2 separate regions of the Macaca mulatta genome follow, and region 1 is linked to region 2. Evidence: chromatin contacts called from public Hi-C data. All regions are on one chromosome and are shown on one strand. The core of a region is the stretch at or near the end of the contact, and the rest is flanking DNA. Distances in the headings are between cores, read along the strand shown. Region 1 holds the start of BAHCC1 (BAH domain and coiled-coil containing 1). Region 2 overlaps SLC38A10 (solute carrier family 38 member 10).

Evidence for each region. A called contact is a pair of places that touch in the nucleus more often than the background predicts.
Region 1: a contact with region 2 is called in a Hi-C map of fetal cortical plate, with 2.1 times the contacts expected there. The contact joins the promoter of BAHCC1 here to the enhancer-like site in region 2. A contact is called at or near these places in 3 of 14 Hi-C or Micro-C datasets (fetal cortex germinal zone, fetal cortical plate and liver).

The regions. Positions count from the first base shown.
Region 1 is chr16:91,095,504-91,100,624 of T2T-MMU8v2.0, forward strand. BAHCC1 (BAH domain and coiled-coil containing 1) reads left to right here and starts at 3,578. Exons shown (of 28, transcript XM_077973176.1): 1 at 3,578-3,754.
Region 2 is chr16:90,952,710-90,957,614 of T2T-MMU8v2.0, forward strand. It overlaps SLC38A10 (solute carrier family 38 member 10), which reads right to left. Exons shown (of 13, transcript XM_077973213.1): 8 at 1,212-1,379; 9 at 334-822. Among named protein-coding and RNA genes, the nearest start is that of NDUFAF8, 15 kb to the left of the region's middle. Within about 2 kb of position 3,017, at least 7 of the 40 cell types and tissues checked have an H3K27ac peak or open chromatin away from gene starts, as enhancers often do. A contact at or near this core is called in fetal cortical plate, where this site is marked.

The DNA.
Region 1 (5,121 bases), core at 2,328-4,827, 140 kb after region 2:
GACCTGGGCACTCCAGCATCAAGACTGACCGTGGGTTTATTATCCCCTCTCTTTTCTTCCTCCTGTCCCCTCCCTGGTCCTCTCCCCAGTGGAAGGCGCGTCTGCAGATCCCCACACCATGTTCCTCTAAAATTAAAAACATTTGTTAGCTCTGGACAGCAGGAAGAGTAAAAAAGGAAACCAGGGAGGTTTCCTCCAAGCAGATCGCCAGCCTGAGCTCCCGGCGGCCCAAGTCTTCCAGGAGAACTCGGGAGCTTATTTTGGTATTGCGGGAGCTGCCCAGCGGCCAGGCGCCCGTGCTGGGCAGCTGCCAGCCCCTCTCCACCGAGTCCAGCAGACCCGTCTGCAGTTATTTGCTGTAACAACTGTTTTGAAACAGTATTGAAAAAAAAAACAAAAAGCCCACTACAATTTGTTTTAAGTGAACACTGGGGGAGGAGGAGGCAGAAATGGGGAGGAAGGAGAAGGGCAGGGAGCCTCTGCACTGCTCTGGAAGGCGCACTCAATGCCTCGGGGCCTTTGCCCGCCCGAGCAGCCTCTCTGGGGGACACGAAGGGGCCAGCACTTGGGGGATGTGAAGCCAGTGCTCATCCTAGGAATCTGGTGAGGCTGAGCTAGAAGGGTCTAAACTAGCTTCAGGAGATAGGGGCCACGCACCTGTGAGCTACTCTCTGCCCTCCCATGTTCCTGGCAGTGGGCATTTCTCGGATGGTGAACGATGACTGGGGATGGGGGCAGGCAAGCTGAGGGTCCATCCTTCAGGCTCCAGGACCCTAGAACAATCTGCCCAAGGGGGAGGGGAGGCTGGTTTAGGGGCTCTGTGGGGCCTTTCCAGCCACTCTCCTTGCAACACATTCTGGAGGGGACCAGGACTCCCAGGGGCTTGAGGCCTCCCTTTCCCCGACAGGTCGGTTTGAGGTGGAGCCCCTGCCCTGACGCGGCGAGCTCAGAGCAAGTCCTGGGAAACCACGGTGTTCTCTTTGTTGGAGCCAAGGTTTTTCTCATCTACATATTTTCCTATATTAAAAAATTCAAATGAGGCTTTAAAAATTAACTTGAAAAAGGTTCCTGATCCGGAAACAAGCTCATCGGAGGCAGTGATGGGAACTCGGATCCTTAGGAGAGTAGGAAACGCGCCGTCTGTGAGGGGCGCCCTGCGTGGACCCGGGGCCTCGGGGCGCGTCTACCCACCCGAGCCAGGAGAGACTGGGCCCCACGGTGTCAGCCCTGGGCCCGGGCCCGCGCGCCGCTTCCAGCTCGCGCCTCCTCCATCCCCGGAGGGTTGCGCGGGTCCCCGGCGACCCGTCCCTGTGCAAGGTCCGGGAACCTTCCCCTCCCCTCCTTTCCCAAGAGCCATTTCTCCGGAGCCGGGCCGGCCGTCCTCGGTGTACGCGGGAAGCGGGCAGCCTCCGCCTGCACCCGCGGGGCTGGGACCCAGAGGCGCCCGATTCCCCAACACACTCACTGGGGCCGCTACTCCAGCCTCCCGATGCCACGGCCAAAGCCCGGGGGTCGGCGCCAAGCACACCCCCAGCCGGCGACCGCGCCCAGGGACCTAATTCAATCGTCCCCGCCTTAATGAATAGCCGCGCGCTAATCTCATCTCCGCGCGCAACGGGGATTTACGCTTCCCGACTCTGCCCCTCGGGCCCCGCGGCCCGCCAGACGTCGCTTCCGAAGGCGCCGGCCTGGGGCCTGGCCAGGGGCTCGGTCGCAAGGGGTCCCGGCCGCCGGAGCCGGGAGACGCCGGAGCCGGGACCCGGGCCTGCGCGACCGCCACTCCCGAGCCAGCCGGGGCGGGCCCCGCGCCTTGTCCTGAGCCCCCGGCCCGGCCCGCGGAGCCCTGGCGCTTACCTGCGAGCCCCGGGCTCTCCGGAGCTCCCTTCCCGGCCGCGCCGCCCAAAGCCGGCGCCGGCGCAGGCCCCGACTCAGGCAGGCGGGAAATCCCGAAGTCCCCACCCGCGGCCCGCAGCCCCCCACCCCAGGTCGGCGTGGCCTGCGGGGGGGAAGGCCGGCCGGGGCCGGCCGCCCGCTTCCCCTTTCTCTCCAGATTCCTTTGATCCGCGGGTTCTCCGCCGCACCTCGGCTCCCGGGCTGCCCGGGTCGGCCCGCGGGGATCCTGGAAACGGTCCCCAGCTTATCTCCTTTCATCAAGCGGCCTTGGGCCGCCTTGAAACCGCGGAGCCAGTAATTGCTTTTTTCAGGAGGCCCAGTGCGGACTGGACAACAGCCAATCAGCGCCTTGTTTACACTCGGTGATGGACAGTCCGCTGGCGGAGTGCCAACCAATCCCAGCGGTCCCGCGGGAACGGGAGTGGGGGCGGGGAAACAGAGAGACAGCAGGCTTTGAGTTTAACTCTTTCGTGTCCCTGCTGGAATGAGACGGTGGAGAATTTCGAATGCGTGTGAATCTGTCATTTGGCTTCTAGTTTAAATATCCTTTTTTCCCCCAGAGGGGGAGGCAGAGATTCACAGGGAGAAAGAGGAGCAAAAATAAATGTATCCATCGCCACTAAGACATCACCTCGACTCCCTGAGAATAAATAGCATTTGGGTGGGAAACCAAATTCTAACAGAAATATTTGTTTGCAGAATATTTTAGAAGTGGTTTGCATCTGATTACGATAAAAATTGTTCAGTAGCTTGCTTTAGTTGGAGTGAGGATTTAGCAGATATGCAGACAGGGAGCAGCATTGAGAAATACTATACATGGTTTACCACACCATATCCCCTTCCCCCCTTATCGAGCTGAAAATATTTTTTAAATCTAGGTGTAGATGAAGAAAGGGCAATCCTTGTCTTCTCAATAAATCCCTGATTTTCATTTTAGTAGTTGCTCTGTTGCAAAGTGTGGCAGAGGGAGATAAAATTGAGAGCCACTAATGTAGACGGCTGGAGACTCAGAACTCACTTCCCAGGGTCTGATCCCCAGGTCAGGGGGAGGAGAGGGCCGGGCGGGCTATTCAAAGCTTGTACTGCCCAAGCAGCGGACGTACGTGGATCTGTGAGCTCGGGTCCGGGCAGGCAGCAGCCTCAGAGCGGTAGATGGGCCAGGCAACCTGGGGAGGCCTCTGGGCTTGGAGGTCTGGCCTACCTGCCACCTGCCAGACAGATCGCAGGGAGAAAAAGTAGCTACTTTTAAGGGGTGGTGGTATTTCTTCCTTTGGCCTTCTGTGCGGCAGAAGCCAAACGTTAGACCTGCTGGATTAAACATATATGTGTGTGTGTGTGTCTGTGTCTGTGTATACGCCTCCCCCTCCGCCGGGACACGCGCACTCGCTGGTTCCAGCTCCCTCTCCTGCCCTGCGCCACCACATTCCCATTCAGCAGCAATGATCTGCGCAGAGGAGCTGCGCAGTCGCCGGGCTTGAATTAGGCGCCATCGGGCTTGGTAGTAGCCCCGCTGCTTCCTGATTGGCAGCTCCCTGGCCCGGCGCCAGCCTATTGGGAGGCCTGTTTACGCCGAATGAGTGGCACGAGCTCCCGGCCGCGGAGGGCTGCGCGGCCAATCAGCGCGCTGGCTGCTCCGGGCTGAGTGGCACGAGCTTATTAGTATGCAGGGCCCGTGGCTCGCGGCGCCAGGCTGCAGGTTTGAGAGCCGCTCTGGATGGGCTCGCTAGAGTCGTTGTTGTGGAAGCGGTGCATTTACAGTGCAACAGTCAGCACATTGAAAATACCAATAGGAATACAAAACAAAGTCACATTTACTGATTTAATTGTATTGCATTCAGTTGTATCCAGGAAACAGCCTCCAGTAAGTAACTGAAATTGCTTTCATTTTTTTTTGTTTTTGTATTTTTATTATTATTTTTTATTCTGGCTTTGGGGTTTTACATTTTTTTTTTTTTTAGCAAAAGAAATTCAGGGTTGTGATGTTAAGAAATATATACCTTCCCTTTTAACAAAATCCGTTAAAATGTCGAAGCTTTTTTTTCTTAAAAAATATGGACTATATAAGCGATTTTTTTCTCTGAAAAATCTTATCGATCGGTTTAAAATTCCCCCCGTAATGCGTCCTTGCTTTGCTCTGAACGCTTGTTGTCTCGATCGACACCCAGCATTAAAAATAAATACTCGAGACAGGACAGGGACCGCCAGGCTGCGTCTGGCGCGAGCCGCGCGGGTGGCACCGGGCGGACAGTCGGCGAAGTCCGGGCGCCGCCAGCGTGCTCCCAGCTTTGGGTGACCCACGAACGAACCCCTACTATTCGCTCCCCTACCCTGCTCCCCTCCCCGGAGCAGTCCTGAGTTGGCCCCGCCCGGTCGGTCCGCGGCTAGGGGAACCGGCCGGCTCGTGGTACCCACGGCCGCTGCCCTGAAGGGCCTTCCGGGCCGAAGCTAGGGGCCGGGGAGGGAAACGGTCATGGCGAGTTTTTCGGTCTTCGTTCCCATTTCAGAATTTTTTTTTCGGAGAAGGGGTGGAGGAGGGGGGCCGAGCGAGGCTGGCGCAGCGGGGCGTTATCACCGTGCGTTCGGGACAGCGCGCGGGGCTCGGGTCACGGCCCGTGTGGCGGGGCCCGCGGGCTGGTTTTCCTCAGGCGCGCGGGTCAGGCGCGACCCTAGTTCTCATGACTCTCCTCGGGAGCGGGTGCGGCTGTTTCGCAGGGAGCGGGTTCTGCGGCGGCGGCCGAGCCACTAGCGCCCCCGGGCGCGCCAGGTCCCAGCCCGGCCTGCAGGCCCCACCGCGCCCGCGCTCCCGGAGACGGCGCCGGAGGGAGGCAGACGGGTCGGAGTCCGGGTCTCCGACAGGCGGGCGAGGAGAGAGCGGGTTTTTAGATGCAAAAGCAGAAAACAAAGCAAACCTGTAGAAGCCCCAGATCCTGGAGCGCGCCAGCCACGCCTGCGGCCGCGGGAAGAGGGACCCGCGGCTCCGGGGTCACGCCCTGCCTTCCCGGGAAGGAGCCCTGTGCTCCGAGGTTCAGCTCTTCCCGAAATGCCCTCGTCAGCGATTCTCCGCCCGCCCGGGGTCCTCTGCCCGCCATCACTTTTCGCTCCGTTTCCTCCCTTAGCTCAGCCTGACCTGGCGCTGCGGCGCCGTCCTCGCGGTCCTCCTGCGCGGCCTCTCCTGGAGCTGGGCTGGGGGTGGGCCCCGGGCCTCGGCACTCGGCGGGTGGCGGCGTC
Region 2 (4,905 bases), core at 1,767-4,266:
GTCCTAAGCAGCTCTTAGACGGGCACTTAACAACGTGTTACCTGTCAGGCGCCCCCCGCGCCACCCCCCGTGTACGCGCAGACACACGAGCACAGCGCGGCACCTGACATTTAGTGGTCTGGCAAACAACTGTGTGACAGATATTACAGTAGCTGTCAGCCACCAGCCTCTTCCTGTCCCCACCAGCTGCCGGGCCGCCCCATTTGCATGCTAATCTGGAGCAGGGCGAGAGACTGGGGCCTGAGGGAGGAGCCATCGATTCTGCTGCCCCTGCCCAGCCTCCCCAGCCCGAGAGGGAAGCGTTGTCCCACACGAGCCCAGGGTGACACCCACCATGGTCACTGTCCTCTGCGGGCTGCCCTGTATCCCCGGCGGCGTTGCCTGGTGGCGGCACCCCATCGGCCTTTTCCCCTTCACCCACTGCCAGGGCATTCTGCTGCTCAGACAGCACTGCCTGGGGCCGAGGATGCAGGTCCCTGTCTCCTGGCCCCAGGTCTTCCTTTGCAGGCTGGACAGCTGGCTGGCCATCTGCTTCTGGAACTTTCTGGGGATCTTCAGGAAGATCGCCTGCTTCCTCCAAGGCCTGGGCCTGTCCAGGCCTCTTCCCAACCTCTCCCTGCTCCGGCTCCCATTTCTCTCTTTCTGAGTCGGGCAGAGGCGGTGCCATCTGGCCTTGGACCCCTGGAGCCTTTCCGCCCACGTGTCTGGATGGAGGTTTGTTCTCTTCTGGCACCTCTCGGTCTTGGCCTTCATCTACCACCACCTTGTCGTGAGGAACAGGAGGCTCGTGGCGGTGGGCCTCGCCCACAGGCATGGCAATCCCTGTAAGGGCATGGGGGACAGATGGGGTCAGGCTGAGGCCCCTCCTTCCCTTCCCAGGGAATCTGAACTGGGCTCTTCCCTGGGTTCTGGCTCCCAACAGTGTGACACAGGCCAACAGATACCACCTCCCCGCTGGCCTCCCTGCTGCCTGGTCAAGCGCAGTTGACACTAAAGTTACACCAGGGGCAGCTGCAAACAAGTTGCTCTGGGAGGGGCAGCACATTCATCTGAATTGAAAGACACAGAAAACAAAAATGACCAGAACTTAGGATGGGCTGAAGGGAAACACACACACACAGCCCCGAGAGCCACGCCGCAGGGTATCCGGCCTGCAGAGGAGGACATGGGGCCCCCCTTCCCCGTCTCCACCCCCGGCCAGTGCCCAGTACCTTGCCCAGGGCGATCAAGCTGTGCCTCCTCCTGTGCCTCCTTGCCATCTTCCCGTCCAGGCACATCCACGGGCCCCTTGATCTGGGCCTGCTCCAGCTCCTCTCTCTCCTTTGGCAGCTTCGGCTTCTCCCGGCCATCCTCGGCCATGGCCACGACCGGATCCTGGGCTGGGAGCAGGGCACAGTTAGGGAACCGCACTGCAGGAGCAGGGCGGCTCTCCCTGGACTCTTACCATATTTTCCAGCCCAATGGCAGAGCCAAAGCAGTTATTTTTTTTCCTGTTCGATCATTAGCAGCTAAGTAGCACAGAAAACTGTCATTTTTCATGTGTATTCATAACAAAAATATGTCAAAATGCAATTTACACCTAACTGGGGGCAGGGAGAGCTAGAGTCCATGTAATACTCAGTCATTACCACCAGATGGCAGCATGAGCCCACCGACCGACTCTCCCACAGTCCCCTCCATTACCGCCATCACCTCCATCACCACCGCCATCACCGTCACCATCACCTCCACCACCATCACCGCTACCAATCACCATCATCTCCATCCCTACCACCATCAGTGCCATCACCACCGTCACCACTACCATCACCATCACTGCCACCCCTACCATCATTGCCATCACCTCCGTCATCACCACCATCATCTCCAGCCGTACCACCACCACTGCCATCCCCACCACCATCGCTGCATCACTGCCACCTCCATAATCATCACCTCCATCACCGCCATCATCACCTCCATCACCACCTTCCTGTCCCAGCAAGGCCATATGTCCACTGAGACAGGCGCTGCAGCCTAGGGGGACTCAGGTGAAGCTGTCTGGGGAAGAATTCACAGAGTCCGGTTCAGAGCAGCAGATGGGGGCTCACCAGCTCCCAAAGGAGAAGAAAATGGGGACAATTATCTTAGCTTTATACCAGCCTTCTAAGAGCAGCCTGATGTGTTAGTCTAGGGAAACAGACAGTTACACTGTTGTCAATTTGGAGTTGAGAGTCCTAGACAAACTGTAGAGGATAGGTACCACCCTACTGGGTAATAAACCAGTTAACAGAAAGCAGACACTAGGCTCTACAGTTTAGCTAAGTAACAAATTCAACCGTTGTTGTTGGTTTTTTTTTTTTTTCAGACGGACTCCTGCTGTGTCGCCCAGGCTGGAGTGCAGTGGCGCAATCTCAGCTCACCGCAACCTCTGCCTCCCAGGTTCAAGCAATTTCCATGCCTCAGCCTCCTGTAGCTGGGATTACAGGCACCTGCCACAATGCCTGGCTGATTTTTGTATATCTTTAGTAGACACAGGGTTTCACCACATTGGCTAGGCTGGTCTCAAACTCCTGACCTCAAGTGGTCCACTGCACCCGGCCCAAGTGACCAGTTCTATAAGCGTTTGGCCACCCGCCAGAGCAAGTGAAAACACACCAGTCGCCATCACATGATTAAGCCTCGGCAGAGGCTCCATATGCAGAAACGAGCCACGACTGTCACTCAAGAGGGCCTGTCCAATGGATGACTACGTGAAGAAAGGGAGGCTGGGGAGGGGAAGGGAAAATATAGCAAAACAAAGGAAATCTCCGTTGTCACAGGACAAGTTGCCTCTGAGAAGTCATTTTCTCAGCACGAAGCAAAATTCAGTTCCTCAGGCCGTGAATGACCGTCTGGGGCTCCAGCGGGAGCTCCGTGTGGGTGCAGGAGCCGCAGGATGGGAGGTGAGCACGGTGAGCCAGGAGCTGCCCCAGAGGTCCCTTTCTTTGGAGAACCTCCCGGGAACGCCATGCCTCTCAGCGTTCTGCAAGTGTTGCTGGATTGCACGGGCACCTGCGGGAAGGCTGCGCGAGCGTCCTGGCTCCCCGCCGCCGGCAGCAGCTGACCAGCCGAGGGCCGCACTCACAGCCTTCATGCCTGGCGCTCTGCAGCTGTCCGCGGGCAATGCACACAGCCTCTTCCACAGCGGAGCCGACCTTTGCGTCAGGGACAGTTTGCCCGCAGTGCCTCTTGGCTGCAGTAAAACTAACACAAAACTTCAAAATTAGCAACTGAAAAACATCTGAGCGCTGCCAGCCGCTTCGGATCTCGACATGAACACAGGCTGCGCAAAGACAGAAAGGGGCCCTGTGTGGGCAGTGCCCCCGCCAGCTCACGACTGAGCTCCTCAGGAGGGAGGAGATCTCTGGCATCTGAATTTCTTCTCCTAAGAGGCCAGCAATACACCAGCTAAGCCACAGTAGAGGCGGCCACGGCCAAGAGGGACAGCTCCACACACCCCCCCAGGAACACCCAGCGGAGGGTGCTGCCGCAGAGCAACCGTCCCCCTCATTCGGCTTCAAAAATCGCCTCCAGGCCAGGTGTGCGGTGCGGCCGAGGCAGGAAGACCACTCGAGGTCAGGAGTTTAACACCATCCTGGCGAAACCCTGTCTCAACAAAAAATACAAAATTAGCCGGGTGTGGTGCCGTGCCTATACTCTCGGCTACTCGGGAGGCTGAGGTGGGAGAAACGCTTGAACTTGGGAGGTGGAGGCTGTAGTTGGCCAGTATCGTGCCAGTGCACTCCAGCCTGGGCGACAGAGCGAGATTCTGTCTCAAAAAGAAAAACAAAAATCATCTCCAGTCACAAAAAACCACGACCCGTGGGCGTCATCGGCGCCGGCGCCAGGGATGCCGTGTTAGGCCCTGTCCCAGCGGCTCCTCACTGCCGGGTGCTGACGCAGGTTCCCAGCTCCTGGCACGCACAGAAACACACACCTTCTTAACAAGTGACAGAGGCCACGACTGGGCCACGGCGGAGGCGGATCCCTCACTTTCCTCCCTGCTGTCCAGTCGGGCACGGAGGCCCCGAGGCTGCCAAGGCCACAGCTCAGGACTCAGTCTTTGGAGTGAGGCACACTCGGGGACTTGGAGGTGGTGACCTGGAGGGGAAGGGGCAACATCTAATGCGTCCCCAACTCCACATTCAAGGCTGGCGTCCACCCCAGACCAAAGGCCAGCACAGACGGGCAGGGAGGCCAGCGACGCTGCCGTCCAGACCCCAAGAGTTGGCAAGGTGGCTCTGCAGGCTGCCAGCCTGGACCCGCCGTGGCTCCCTCTGTGTGCCTTGTGATCAGCAAAGGCGGAGACAGTCATGTCAGATGGTCCCCAGAAGAAGCGACTTTTAAACATGGTCCCGGTGGCCGGGCGCGGTGGCTCACGCCTGTAATCCCAGCACTTTGGGAGGCCGAGACGGGCGGATCACAAGGTCAGGAGATCGAGACCACCCGGGCTAACACGGTGAAACCCCGTCTCTACTAAAAAATACAAAAAACTAGCCGGGCGTGGTGGCAGGTGCCTGTAGTCCCAGCTACTCGGGAGGCTGAGGCAGGAGAATGGCGTAAACCCGGGAGGCGGAGCTTGCAGTGAGCTGAGATCCGGCCGCTGCACTCCAGCCTGGGTGACAGAGCGAGGCTCCATCTCAAAAAAAAAAAAAAGAAACATAGTCCCAGCATCCCACTGATGGAGTTCCTCATCCACTCGAGCGCCACCCCAAGTTCACGAGGAGGCTCGGGATCCCAGGGCGCCACACTCGCAAGAGGCGGGAACAATGGCCGCTGACATGACTTTTAAAAGCTAGTCCCTGCTTTTAGGCAACTTTTCCAATAGCTGCTTTCTGACTTTCCCTTGATGCTGCCATGAGAAAGGATTACTCATTAAGGGCT